Linked DNA regions of Gossypium hirsutum: region 1 is linked to region 2. Evidence: chromatin contacts called from public Hi-C data. All regions are on one chromosome and are shown on one strand. The core of a region is the stretch at or near the end of the contact, and the rest is flanking DNA. Distances in the headings are between cores, read along the strand shown.

Evidence for each region. A called contact is a pair of places that touch in the nucleus more often than the background predicts.
Region 1: a contact with region 2 is called in a Hi-C map of leaf, with 2.6 times the contacts expected there. The contact joins the promoter of LOC107910605 here to the promoter of LOC107910625 in region 2. A contact is called at or near these places in 6 of 34 Hi-C or Micro-C datasets (anther, hypocotyl and leaf).

Annotation. Positions count from the first base shown.
Region 1 is chrD08:47,506,559-47,514,146 of Gossypium_hirsutum_v2.1, forward strand. LOC107910605 reads left to right here and starts at 4,457. Exons shown (of 8, transcript XM_016838511.2): 1 at 4,457-5,249; 2 at 6,075-6,108; 3 at 6,212-6,424; 4 at 6,504-6,593; 5 at 6,707-6,772; 6 at 6,854-6,945; 7 at 7,044-7,091; 8 at 7,208-7,385. The coding sequence starts at 4,909. The coding sequence ends at 7,325.
Region 2 is chrD08:47,272,972-47,279,704 of Gossypium_hirsutum_v2.1, forward strand. LOC107910625 (GDSL esterase/lipase At3g62280) reads left to right here and starts at 4,600. Exons shown (of 5, transcript XM_016838537.2): 1 at 4,600-5,285; 2 at 5,440-5,625; 3 at 5,738-5,901; 4 at 6,009-6,279; 5 at 6,362-6,733. The coding sequence starts at 5,042. The coding sequence ends at 6,594.

The DNA of each region.
Region 1 (7,588 bases), core at 3,207-5,706, 230 kb after region 2:
TATTGGTTATTATTCAGTTATTTTTCTAATTTATTTTCTGTTGAGTTCTTAGTTAAATTAGTTTAGTAATTTTAGTTTAAAACCTATCATTCCAAATTGTCGGCTAAATAATAGAAAAATTATAATTACTAATACTTTTAGTCATCGTGGATACGATATCTCTACTCACCATAGCAATACTATTTATCTATAGGTGCATTTACCTTTTTCGTATTTTTAGTTAGTCACATGAGACACATCAGTTGATATGTCATGATATTGTGTAATAAATTCTTTGATCTAGGGAAATTTGGAATGATGCTTAATGAATTCTATTCTTTGTGAGTTAAAAGATTTAGTTCAATTAGTTACATTGCACAATAGAATAGAGGCAGTCAAAATTTATGAAAAATTTTTAATTTTGAGTAAATGATGAATAAGTATGTAGATAAATGTGTAAATGCATGTGTTGAAATTTAACATTATTTTCATGGAAACAAGTAGAAAATGCTTTGATTTTGTATTCATTGAGATGTTAAGCAAAGACCTAAGACATTGTTTGTTTAGCCAAAAGTCTAAATGACTAACCTATAGGCTATGCATATCCCTAGTACCCTGATTTTGAGCCTTGATTGACCTTTTTTTGATGAACCTACATTTTTGAAACATTGAGCCTAAACTGAGTTAAGAATACAACCCTTCTTAGTTTTTGCTCTTAAAATGCACTATAGAATGAATATTAGGTCATGGATATTGAAGGTTAGGTAAAAACAACTTAATGGTTTTAAAAATGAATTTGAGTGAAAAGTGAAGAGATGGTTCGATACGTATATAGACTCTTACAAAAATATGCTTAGAATGAAAACTGTAAGTGAAAAAATCATTGTGAGAGTCAAAATCAAAACGAGTGAATAAAAAACACAGATAAAGATAAAAACATTGTGAGTGAAAAAAGCAAAAATTGTAGAATGTGCTTAAAATGATAAATCAATTTAAGAGCTTAAAATGAACTTTTTCATTGTCGTAATGCACAAGTGCTCTCTAAGTTGTATATACTCACTAATATCAAACCATGTCTTCCACATTGTTGAAGAGAAAAGGAGTGTGAGAAAATGAGAAATAAGACGGTGAGCTTAACAATCACATATGAGGGAAATGGGAACAATACCATGTGCTATATTTTTCTTATTACTTGAACCATTTTGAGCTGAGCTTGTTCTTTGAATTGATACCAACCTAAGTCTCAGAATATTACAAGCCAAAAAGCCCTATACGACCTTAATGTCCTTGTGTATAAAACCAAAACTTGCAGAACTTAATGAGAAATAAATAGTTTAAATTCCTTCATGTATAGATACACCTTATCTGTATGACTTATTTTATGGAATAATGTGAATAATGTTACTTTTTGGGGATTACCTCTATGTTTATTTACTCTATAAGTTAGTGAACTAAAGTAATTTGTTCCTAAAATTGTGAATTTATAATGCATCATTCTTAGGTTGTATGGTAGAATGATTAGCTATAATGTACATACCTATCAATTGGTTGTCAAGTCTCTTCATTGTTCAATATTCGTGTATTTTGCATGTGCTAGTGTTGTAAGTGTTTGCTTGAGGACAAGTAAAAACTTAACTGTGAGGAAGTTTGATCTGGCGTAATTTGATACGTCAAATTAGGCTCTCCATAACACTCAGGGAACTTATTCTCAAGCAATTTATGAGTCTTTTACATACTTTTTTTGATTTTTAGTATTTATCATTAATAATCATTATTGTTTAGTTTTTTTCCTTTTGAGACCCAAATTGGTAAAATGGTGTCATAGGAAACCTAATGGTGTGTTCGAGTTGGTGTAAGGAGAGACGATAAGGGCCCGACCTTGAGGAAAACAATATTCAACATGGGTGTCGTGACATTCACGTTATGGGAGTCGCGACACCGATTCTTTTACCTTGAGGATGCAAAACTTCAACAAGATATCAATCTGGTTGCGGACTGTTGACAGAGTTGCGACAATGAGGGTGTGGCGACGCGGCATCAAGCTCAAAGTCCCGACACCAAGCTTCCAAGTCACAATATCATAAGGTTGTTGAAGTGGAGAAATCATAGGCACCAATAGATATGTTGTAACACCAGCTAGTGGATGTTGTAACATCGAAAACCCCCAGAGCTACACTTGTGCCATTATTGAGGGTGTCACGACACTGAAGCCTAGATGTCGCGACACCATTGCCTGACGAGGTGAAAATTGTTGCAAGGGTAATATTTTGTCCAACACAAACCCAAGTCAACACACATTTTAAGGGTAATTTTGTCAAAGTTAAGGTTGAATTTCTCAGCTGTTTAAAGACTTTTTTTCTATCAACTAGAGGAGCCAACTTTTCTTTCATCTATTTAGCTTAGTTGTTAGTTTCTTCTCCATTTCTAGGTTTAGGTCATTTACTTTTTTTTAATTTAATTGGTGTGGTTAGTAGTTTAGTTAGTTTTTACTGTAGCCTTTTCATTTCCTTTGCAATTCAACACTTAAACTTTGTATTTGATTTTACTTCAAATCCTTCAATATATTTCAGTTATATTTATTTTTCAAAGCATAAAAAGCTTGAGTTTAGTTGTGTTTCCACCTCCATTGTTGTTGTCATCTTCATAATTGACCTTAATAATTAATATAATTTTATGTTATTATTTAAAATAAAAATAAATGATAATTCTTTATTTTTTTTTAAAAAATGTATTCATAAGCATTGCATACTTGTATTAAAAATTATTAATAGAAAAAGTAATTAATAATATTTTTATATTAAATTATAAAGTGACATTAATTTAATATAAAATTTTAATATTGTAATTATATATATATTTATTAATTATTAAAATCTATAAATTTAAAGTTTAATGATAATATAATAATATAGTATATAACTATTACCAAAACCGATTACCTAACCTGATATATTAAATTTGTATATTACTAATGCATAAAATAATAATATACATAACTATTACTAAAAATATTAATACATGTGACTAATATTAATACATAAAATAATAAAATGATATTGTAATGTTTAGTCATCGATGCATATATATAAACTATAAATATATGATATGATATGATATAGCTTTATATAATATACTAGGAAAGCTAACTTTCAAATGTATGAAAAGTATAGAGACTTAGAGCATATTTCAACAAGAATAATAATAAACAATAAGTAATATATAATGTACTACTATTATATATAACTATTATTATAATATAGATTATAATAAAAAATATAGTGTTACATGATATTGTAATGGTTAATCATTTATGCATATATATAAACTATTAATATATTATACACTATATGATATGATATAACATATATAATATAGTAAGAGAGCTAACTTTCAAATGTAGGAAAAGTATAGGGACTTAGAGCATATTCTAACCAATATAATAAACAACAATAATATATGATAATAATTAATATATTATGTACTACTCTACTATTATAGTATGTGATATAGTTTTATAATGAAATAATATATTTTATAAGTATTAATATATATTTATAACTATTATCATATTATAGATTATAATAAAATATATAACATCAATAGTTCTATGTAATTTAGTATATTAAAATACATGTTTATAACTACAACTAGCAATACATAAAATATTATTAAAAGTTTAATATATTAATAAATATTATTTTTATTAAATTAGATTTTGAATTAGACATTAACTTTTACAAATTGTATTTGGGTATTTTGGACTTGAGATTTGGGCTACAATTTTTTTTTTTTGAGTTTTGGCAATAATGAATATATTATTTGGGTTTGGACTTACTATACTATAATTTTGTTTTGAAATAAATATTTTAGAATATGAGTATTACGTAAATTTAATAAGAAAGATAAAAAAAAGTACTCAATTGTCAATATAATATAATCATGAACAATAAAATATATTTTCATTAATTCATATAATATCATAGAATAATCAATTTTACACACGATAAGTACTTTAATTATTTTATACAAAATAATTTTATTAAATATATATAATTTATGTTTTTATAAGGTAAATTTGAATTACATTGTCATCGTATAATAGTAAAATGAATTGTTACATTTGAAATTAAAATATTTATAACTTATAAAATTTAAAATTATTTGAATCCATCAAAACCGTCCAACTTGATCTGAGTTTGAATACGAAAAAATTTGAGTTCGAAAGAACCCGAATCAAAAAAAATTCGAACCCAAAACAATCTGAATCCGAATGGATCCAAATGCAAAAAAAAAAAGTTTGAATTGAAAATAAACTCAATCTAAACCTACTAGTTTGCGAAATGCATCAAATACTTTTTCTAAAAGAAAATCAGGCAACTCAATCGATTATCAACTTATATATATTTATATTTTCATTTGATTATGGTTAAACTCGCAAATCAAGGGGTAGTCTAATAATCAGAGTTCATTGCTTTTTAGTAAATGGAATTGCTTGTGCATTAAGTTTATATTGAACATAACTAATGAACCTTAGAGACTAGAAATAAAGGCATTTTAATTCATGCTACAAGGTTAGCAGCTGAAGTAATTTATTCCAAACTTTCAACCTAATCTTGCTTAAAATATTAATCTGCAGCAAGCAGACTCCCCCCTTGTCAAATTCAACAACTGTCCATTATATTTTAAAAACATTTTTGTGGTAAACATGTTTCCAAGACTCAAACCAGACAGTCAAAACTACCATTCTCCTACCAAAACCCGACAGCTAAATCTCCGCCTAAACCACTAAACAAATTTTCTACTCTCCCACATCTTAATGACACCGATGAAAGTCACTACATACCCTTCTTCCTCGAAGCTTTAACATCCCTCGTCTTTTCTTTTGCAGCAGACACTGGTCCAAAACACCCTCTGCCTGGGGTCTGGACCATGGCGCTAGTAGTCTATTGGTACGATTGCATTTGTTTCGGCATTGTGGCGGCTGCCTTCCTTGGGTCTTTATGGGTTTTATGGAGAAAAGAAGCTGCATCTAGATGCGAGGACGATAGCGTATACGAGAGTCTGCTAGCGGCTCAACAGGATGCCGATGGGTTCGTACATGCCACACCCACCGCTCACGTTGGCTCCAACCAGCTATGGACCAGTTGTTGGAAAGGGGTGCACCCTGGATGGCTAGTGTTGACTCGTTTTGTTTCGTTTGCAGCGTTGGCCGGATTCTTGTCGTGGGACATAGTCGATTGGGATGCTTCCATCTTCGTCTACTACACCGAGTAAGTATATACCTCCGGGCTCCATGTTTATAAGTGTGTGTTTCTTACAGTCCAATTGCATGGGCCAGATAATCTGAAACAACCAAATTGGGCCTATAAAATTCTAAGGTTACCAAGTCAACTTCCGTAACTTACAACTACCTATCATTGTTGTCTTTGATCACCAAAAGAGCATACAATCTTCCTTGTCTGAGACAGATCTGGGAAAACCCCGATCATTTTTCTCATATTCCCAACTTATTTACCCGTCCGAAATCTTCCTCTCCTTAATTCGAAATGTCGGATTCGAACGATGAAGGCTTGGGGTACTGGCTCAGGTGGCAAGTACCAGTGTGTGCATTAATCATCGTTTCCCCATCTGTCTTAGCTTCATATAGCATCAATAAAGTTAAAACAGACCCGTTATTTTTCAATCATTTTTGGAAGCCACAGTGGAGAAACTTAAATCCCTGTTGGCTTCTATGTTATAGAGCTTTTGCTTTTATATGCACGGCTCGGATACTGTGTGAGGTTATTGCCTCTGAGGGAGGAGCTTTTGCTTTCTATTTCTACACTCAGTAAGATCATCTCCAAACTTGCCTTCTTGTTCTTGCTTTTCCATTCTTTAATCTAAGAACACTAAATGATCACATATTTGCTTCTTCTTCTTCTTCTTCTTTTTATTTTTTTACATTAACGCTTTGAAGACTTTTCCTTCATTCTTAAGTTGTACATTTTTTACCAACAAGTTTTTTACTATTTTTCCTTCTTTCTTTTTTTTCTGAGAATGTAAAATACTAAAATTCCACAGCCTTTAGCTAATCTGGTGATGCAACAAATCTGCAGGTGGACATTTGCATTGGTTATGGTCTATTTTGGGGTATGTAAAGATTAAAATAAAATTGAACCCCGTTTCTCCTATTATCTTCTTTTCATGTATATGACCTTCTTAAAAATTAACATATAATATGCCCAATATGTAGCTGGGGACTGTCATTTCTGCTTATGGGTGTTGGGTGTGCTTAAATACTCCTCTGCCTGAAAATGGTGCAAGGGCTGAGTTTCTGAAAAGTGATGTGGAAGAGAGTAGAACTGAAAACTCTGTAACTTATAAGGAAAACAATGTGAGGGATAAAATCAGGTTGCAGAGTCAAAGGGCAGGATTTTGGGGATATCTTATGCAAACTATATATCAGGTCAGTCTTAAAGGCCTATAATATCAGGTCTGTCTTTCCCTGTAGGCAGCTAATTTACTCACTTTTGCTTCATCTGCAGACTTGTGCCGGAGCTGTCATCCTGACGGACATTGTATTTTGGTGCGTCATCGTCCCGTTTTTATCAAACTCGCACCTTGGCCTTAACACGGTGGGATTGAACTTCATTTATTTCATCTCTTCTTATGGAAATGTATTAAGCAATAATGGTTACATAATGTTGTAATTCTAGTAAGTAATTCCTGTTTATTTCTTCCTTCACAGTTAATGGGCTGCATGCACACTTTGAATGCTGTGTTCCTTATCCTAGATACCCTTCTTAATAGCCTTGTAAGTTTTGCACCGTCCCCAAACTGCTTCCACACTTGACAAGTTATGGAACTAATGGAATCTCATATTTTATTGTGTCAGCCATTTTCTTGGTTCCGGCTTGCATATTTCGTTCAATGGAGCTGTCTGTATGTTGTTTTCCAATGGGTTCTTCATGCCTGCGGTTTTACATGGTACGTATCGTTCTTTTCTCGATTCTAGTCGTCGGTAAGATTTACCGGTTTCTTCATGTTTCGGGTTTGAGTACTAACATATGCTGCAACTTTCCTAGGTGGCCATATCCTTTCCTGGAGCTTAATACGCCATGGGCTCCTTTATGGTAATGTGACGAGCTAACACTGTTCAATTTGTTTTCCGTCCCTGTTTAGAGTGAGAAAAAAAAAAGCATGTTAATACAAGAGTCTGATGAATGCCAAATTCTTTCCATTTGTATAGGTACTTTGCCCTGGCTCTGGTTCATATCCCCTGCTATGGAATGTATGCACTTATTGTAAAAGCAAAAAATTCGATCCTCCCAAGATTGTTCCCTCATGCTTTTGTTAGATCATACTAGTTTTATTTCTTTGTTTCAAATCAACTGGTTTTGTTTATGGTAAATTTTGTTTTGGATGTATGCTTTCTTTCCCTTTTTTTTTTTGGTATATGAAGAAGGGGATCTCATTCCTCATATTCATTCCCTTTCTAGGTTGTGATCTTTGCACGTTTCTTTATTCTAGACTCATCATCTGGTTTGATATTTAATTTTAATTTAATTTGTTGATGTGATTATATCAACTTCAAAATTGTAAATAGTAAAGATGGTTGCGAAAATAAGAT
Region 2 (6,733 bases), core at 3,350-5,849:
CCAACATTGCAAGTTAAAAAGATTGAAGCCGCAACAGTAAATGTTATTTCCCTGGCATTATAGTGGAGTAGATTGAAGCCACGACGGCGAATCTTATCTCTTTGGCGTCAAGGTTTGGATTAGCTGAAGTAGAGCGGATTGAAGCTATGGACAGCGAATCCTATCTCTTTGGCGTTATAGTGGAGCAGATTGAAACCACGACGGTGAATCTTACTTCTCTGGCAGTGCAGTGGATCAGATTAAAGCTACAACGGCGAATCTTGTTTCCTCAACATTGCAATGGGGAATCTTATCTCCCTGAAGTTGCAGTGGAGCAGATTAAAGCCAATAATCCTATCTCCCTAAAGTTGCAGTGGAGCGGATTAAAACTTTGAATCTTATCTCTCTGAAGTTGCAGAGAGCAGATCGTATCTAGTCTTATCTCCCTGAAGTTGCAGTGGAGCAGACTAAGTAAGCAAGTCTTATCCTCCTGAAGTTGTAGTAAGGTAGACTGAAGATGGAAAATCTTATCTCCCTGAAGTTGCAGTGGAGAAGATTAAAGCCGATAATCCTATCTCCCTGAAGTTGCAGTGGAGTGGATTAAAACCACAAATTTTATCTCTCTAAAGTTACAAAGAGCAGATCGCATCCAGTCTTATCTCCCTGAAGTTGCAGTGAGGCAGACTCATGAAAGCAAGTCTTATCCCCCTAAAATTGCAGTAGGGCAGACTAAATAAACAAATCCTATCTCCTTAAAGTTGTAGTGGAGTGGATTAGAATGATGGATCTTATCTCTCTGAAATTACAGTAGAGCAGATTGCATCAAATTCATCTTTAAGTTGCAGCGAATCAAGTTCAAGCTATAAGTCTTATCTCACTGAAGTTACAGTGGAGTAGATTAAAGATAGAAAATTTTGTTCTCTTGAGAAACTACAACGTACGAATCTTATCTCCCTGACATTGCAGTGAAGTAGATTGAAGCACTAGTTCCTATACCTCTGAAGATGCAATAGGAAGGAATGAGGTACTTGAAGAAGAAGGGTACCAAGATCCAGCACGACTGGGCAAAATCGGACATTTTTAAAGTCTTTGCTCCGTTCCCGTTACACGATAACAAGCAAAGAAGGGCAGTTGTAATACCCGATTTTGGCCCGGGTAAAAGGACCGAAATTATAAACAGGCTTACAAGGGCCCAAATCAAAACAAAAAAGATGAAGGCCCAGCGTTTCCAGCACAAGGGAAACCCTAGGCAGTTTTCCACATTCGCGCCGCAGCCGAAGTCCCTGCACGAGCCGCATCCCCGATCGTACCTGCACAACAAGGAAAGAAGCAAGGTAGATATGGCAAGAAAATCTCAAAATCAAATCAAGCACATATTGGAAGATTTCTTTCTATTTTATTTCTTTTCTTCTTGTTTCACGATTGCTATAAAAGCGATCTTAATACACTGTAATAGGGGGCCGAAAATCAATAAAAAAGAAAGCTATTATTTTTGCAACACAGAGAGTTCAAATAGTGGGAGATACAAAATTTTTTAACACAAAAGGTTTTTTATTTCCATTTGGTATTCTTCATTCGTAGTTTCGTTTTTTTATTTTATTTATTTATTCCGCTTAAAAATAAGAAGAAAAGAAAGGAGGAAAGGGATTTTACCTTTTTTTCGTCGAAATCGTCGGATGGTTGCCATCTCCGTCGCGATCGGAGTGTTGGCATAAGCGAACGATGGCGCAAAATGGGTTAAGAAGAAACCCAAGCAGAGAGCATTTGTTTTTATTTTTATTTTTTTTCTTTCTACTGCAAATATTTTTTTTAAAGGGAGAAAACTGTTTTAAAACCTAAGGGCAAAACGACACCTTTCGGTTTGGGGATAGGTCCGCTCGTCGACCTGACCCGCAGGTTGGGTCCGCGCGTTTTCACCCTAAATGGGTAATTTACGCGATTGCCCCTCGGTGTTTTCACATTGTTCCAAATCCATTTTTTTAAATTTACCCGGTTCATTTTCAATTTATTCACTTTAGCCTATGTCAATACACAGCGTTTTGGGAAGTTGAGTTATTGCCAATCTGGACCCCATGTCATTCGCGTGTGGCATTTTTGTCTCGCATTTTACTTCTAATCCCATTTGTTGCCTGCTAATTCGATTTCAATTACAATGTGACCTTTTTTACTCAATTTATTACCTTTAAGCATTATTATTTTATTATTACTATTTTTGTTTTATTCCCATAATTGATATGTACATTAATTTTCATTTATCTTCTTACACGCATATTTATTTTTTTAATATAGTGTAATCATTATTATTATTTATATATATGTAATTATTTTATATATATATATGTATAGATTTATTATATATATGTATATATAAATATATTGTTATATTTTTTAAAATGAATATTTTTATATTTATCTATATACGTGTATATGTCTATATTTTTTATTTATTTTTCAAAAATGCTCGAATACATATATATTTTTAACACATATTTTAATCTATATATTTTTTTATATTTTTCTTTATTTTCATAAATGTATTATATATTTATATAAATTTTATAATTCAAAATTTTATATGTAAATCTTGTGCTTGTTTTTTCTTCCTCATAATTTCAATAAATATATTATGTACCTTTTTATTTTTTATGCGTTTTGTTTATTTCCTTCTTTTGTTTATCGATTTATGTTTTTATTTATGTTTTAAAAACATGTTTTTTTATTTTTCCCATTTATTTGATACTTTGCATGTCCTCGTTTTTTTATTTATGTTAATTTTGTTTATTTATTGTTTATATTATTTCTATACAATTGTTGTACTTGTTATTGTGACTTTATCACACACATTCAATATAACATTACATCATCTTTTTACTTGAATTTAAAAATAGAACTTTTCAAAATAGAGATAATACTCGTATTTAGGATTTTCAAGAAAATTGAGCCCTAACGTATTGGGTTCCGATTTTCTTCGTTAAATCTAACAATCGAGAATTGCTCTTTAATCAAAAATAAAATGAAAAAGCTTGTTGTTGGGAATTTAATATGTTGTGTCCTAACGCATTGGATGTGACATACTGATTTCTCGAGACAAGAATTTTTTTAAAAAATGTATATATATTAATAAAGGAAATATTCAATGTTTGGGATGTTGAGAAATTGTGCCCTAACGTATTGGGTTGCGGTTTCGTCATAAATCTTAAACAATTGGATATTCTTTTAAATTTTATCACACAAATCTTTTGGACAAACTCATCCTGAAAAATAAAATATCGTGCCTTAACGTATTGGGTGTGATGTTTTCTGTTTCAAAATGAGGAGTCTTAATAAATAATTTAATTTAATTAAGGATCACATTTTTTTAACTCTCGACTTTAAGACATTAATTAATCAATTTGGTATCAATTTTTGAGCGTTACGAGGGTACTAATCCTTCCTCGTACGTAACTGACTCCCGAATCTGTTTTTCTGAAATTTGTAGACCAAAGTCGTTTTTTAAGTGATCCAATCACACCTTAATAAAAGATTAGTGGCGACTCCTAATTTTTATTGACACCTAATTTTTTGTTTTTTCCAAAATAAAAATGGTTTCGACACACACTATGAGGAAGATATTGAACAAAAAATTGTCACCCTATTATGTGGAAGCTGAGGTGGGAAAGGTTGCTTACAGACTGTCTTTAGTGAGGGATCTCGAATTCATCCTACATTTCATATGTCCCAACTTAAGAAGCACACTGGCAAGGCTCCCAGTCACCCTAGTTTGCCGTTCGTAGGGACTAATGGGGCCCTTCTCAAGGTACCGGTTCGCGTCATAGAGAGGTATAAAAGGGAACCATACTGCTACAAGGATCTGGTTAAAGGGGGGAGTAATTGTTATGGAAGAAAATACCAGCGGTCAAGCCAGTTTTGAATTTTTGTTATTGTTTGTTTAGTTGTATTGTAAATGCAACCTTTTGCTTCAAGAAACTTTAATGAAATGGTGGGTTTTGAGGCAACTGTTAGTTAGCAACTTGCCAATTTGTTTCAGGAGTTGTTACCCTTCCTCTTAAGCACCATTCATGGGAGGAAGGCAGTTATGTATTTTCAGAATCTGTTTTGTTCATCTCTCATCTCTCTTGATTTTCTTTTCTTCTTTTCTCTTCTCCGATGATATTTTTTTGTTCAAATTTTCTCCTATTAGAATTCTGAACATCCGAGACAGATGCCACTATAGAACCGACGAACATAATCAGGAGTTTACTTTTGCAACTGTAGAAATGAGAAGAATAGCAAGCAGTTTAATTTTGCAATGGCAGCCATGTTTGTCTTGTGTTTGAAGAACAAGAACATTGGGCAGAACCTCGCGCTTAACTTTTCATCATATAGAGTTTTATATAAACGGGCTACTAACCTATATCAAGAAAGAAAAAAAAACCCAAAAGGAGAGAGTGTTGGGGCTGACGATGAACCCATGTTTTGAATCAAGTGGATGGCTAGATATATCCAAATCTAGACTACCAAATAAACTAGACGGCCCAAGATTTAGTCCTTGTTTTTCGAGGAAATTCAGGTTTTGTCTATGCCTAACAGTAATAGGACCAAGAAAATTGTGCTATTTGGTTACCTTCAAGTTGAAAACTTTGCGGTTGAAAGCTGCAATACTGGGCATTGCCTCAAAATCATGTAAATGCTAGCGCGCTTGACAAGCATGGCTGCCTTCTTCAACCTTTCAATCATGCTACAAAAACATTTGATGCATTGATACCACTTTTGTCTTATGTATGGGAATGTATGGTGTTGATAAACTGTTTTTGCTTCACAGGTTTTCAGAGTCCATTAAGGTTGAGAGTGGGCTAAATACATAAGAGTTTGTTCAATTCTTTCCATGTGAAGTGAATCACATGGGAACCGTTGGATAGAAACCATTTCTTTATTAAACAATTTCCATTTGCAAATTTATTTGACTTTCTGAACTCATGGATCGATTTACACAATCCAGACAGGAAGTCAATGCCTGCCAAATGTAGTCTTTTTATAGTGAATCTACCATCTGCTCTCAAAATCAAAAAACCCCCCTTAAGAAATGGATAATGGAGGGTTCTCTAAGGATTTGATATTGCTTCTTTGGATTTGGGTTTTCCTTGCTATGATTGATGTTTCAAAGTGCAGCCTTGGTAGACCACTTATTATCAATTTCGGTGATTCAAATTCGGATACCGGAGGACTAGCCGGCACCGGACTTCCCATCGGCCTTCCTCACGGCATCACTTTTTTCCATAGAGGCACTGGACGATTAGGGGATGGACGTCTCATTATTGACTTCTTCTGTAAGTCCAATTTCTCCTCAACCATTCTTAATACCTTATTTTCTTCAAAGAAATTGATTTGGTAGGCGATGGAAGTTAGGAGACAATAAGCTATATGTTGCATGCATTAATTTGAGCCTTTTGATAATCCAAGTTTGTGGCTCTATGTTGGTAGGTGAACACTTGAACTTGAGTTATTTGAGCCCATATTTAGACTCATTGGCTCCAAACTTCCCTAGTGGAGTGAACTTTGCTGTATCTGGTGCAATGACCCTGCCGCAGTTTGTCCCCTTTGTTCTTGATGTTCAAGTTCGCCAATTCATTCGCTTTAAAAACAGATCAATTGAACTCCAAAAAACAGGTAACGTGCGCTTGAAAACTGCTTTTAAAAGATACTTAGTGGTCGGATTCCTGGTTTGGCGACAAAAGATCAATCGTCCTCAAAACACATTTTGCTTTATATATATACTCAGGTACAGGAAGTTTCATAGATGAAAAGGGGTTCCGCAGCGCTGTATACATGATCGACATTGGACAAAATGATCTGTTAATGGCATTGTATGCATCAAACTTGACATATGAACCAGTAGCCAAACAGATCCCTTCTTTTCTTGCAGAAATCAAATTAGCTATTCAAGTGAGTCCATCTCATTTCATTAAACTTAATTCGGGTTAGTGTCGGATTCATGGTTTCGATTCTTCCTACTAACAAAATCATTTTTGTAATTTGTTTTGCACCTACAGAACATATACTCATATGGTGGCAGAAAATTTTGGATACACAACACCGGTCCGTTAGGATGTGCGCCGAAGGAGCTTGCATTACATCCTCATAACAAGACCGATCTTGACAGAATCGGATGCTTCCGCGTCCACAACGATCTGGCGAAAGCATTCAATCGAGGATTACGTAATATCTGTAAAGAAATGAGAACTATTCTAAAAGATGCAACCATTGTGTATGTTGATGTATACTCCATAAAGTACAAACTCTTCGCCAAGTATAAAAAATATGGTAAAGTACATATCTTTTTCTTTGTATATGCTTTCATCTTTTTCTTTTGGTATTTCATATTAAATAATAATGATGTATGTAGGTTTCGAGGATCCATTCATGGCCTGTTGTGGCTATGGGGGTCCTCCAAATAATTACAGCCAAAAAGCAACGTGCGGCCAGCCTGGTTCCACCATCTGCAACAATGTGTCACGGTCTATAGTCTGGGATGGAGTTCATTACACTGAAGCTTCGAACCGTGTGGTGGCGACCACTATTTTATCAGGCCGTTACTCTACGCCACAAATGAAGCTTGAAAGCTTTGGGGAGCCTTGATTAATATTTAATACTCTGTTTCGATCCTGTTTAAGACAAATAATTGGCCTCACAGGCAAAGCACATTGACTGATTTGTATGATTGGAATCTGTAGTGGGATGAGCTCATCTCAAGCATGCTGACTGATCTTGTAAAAGA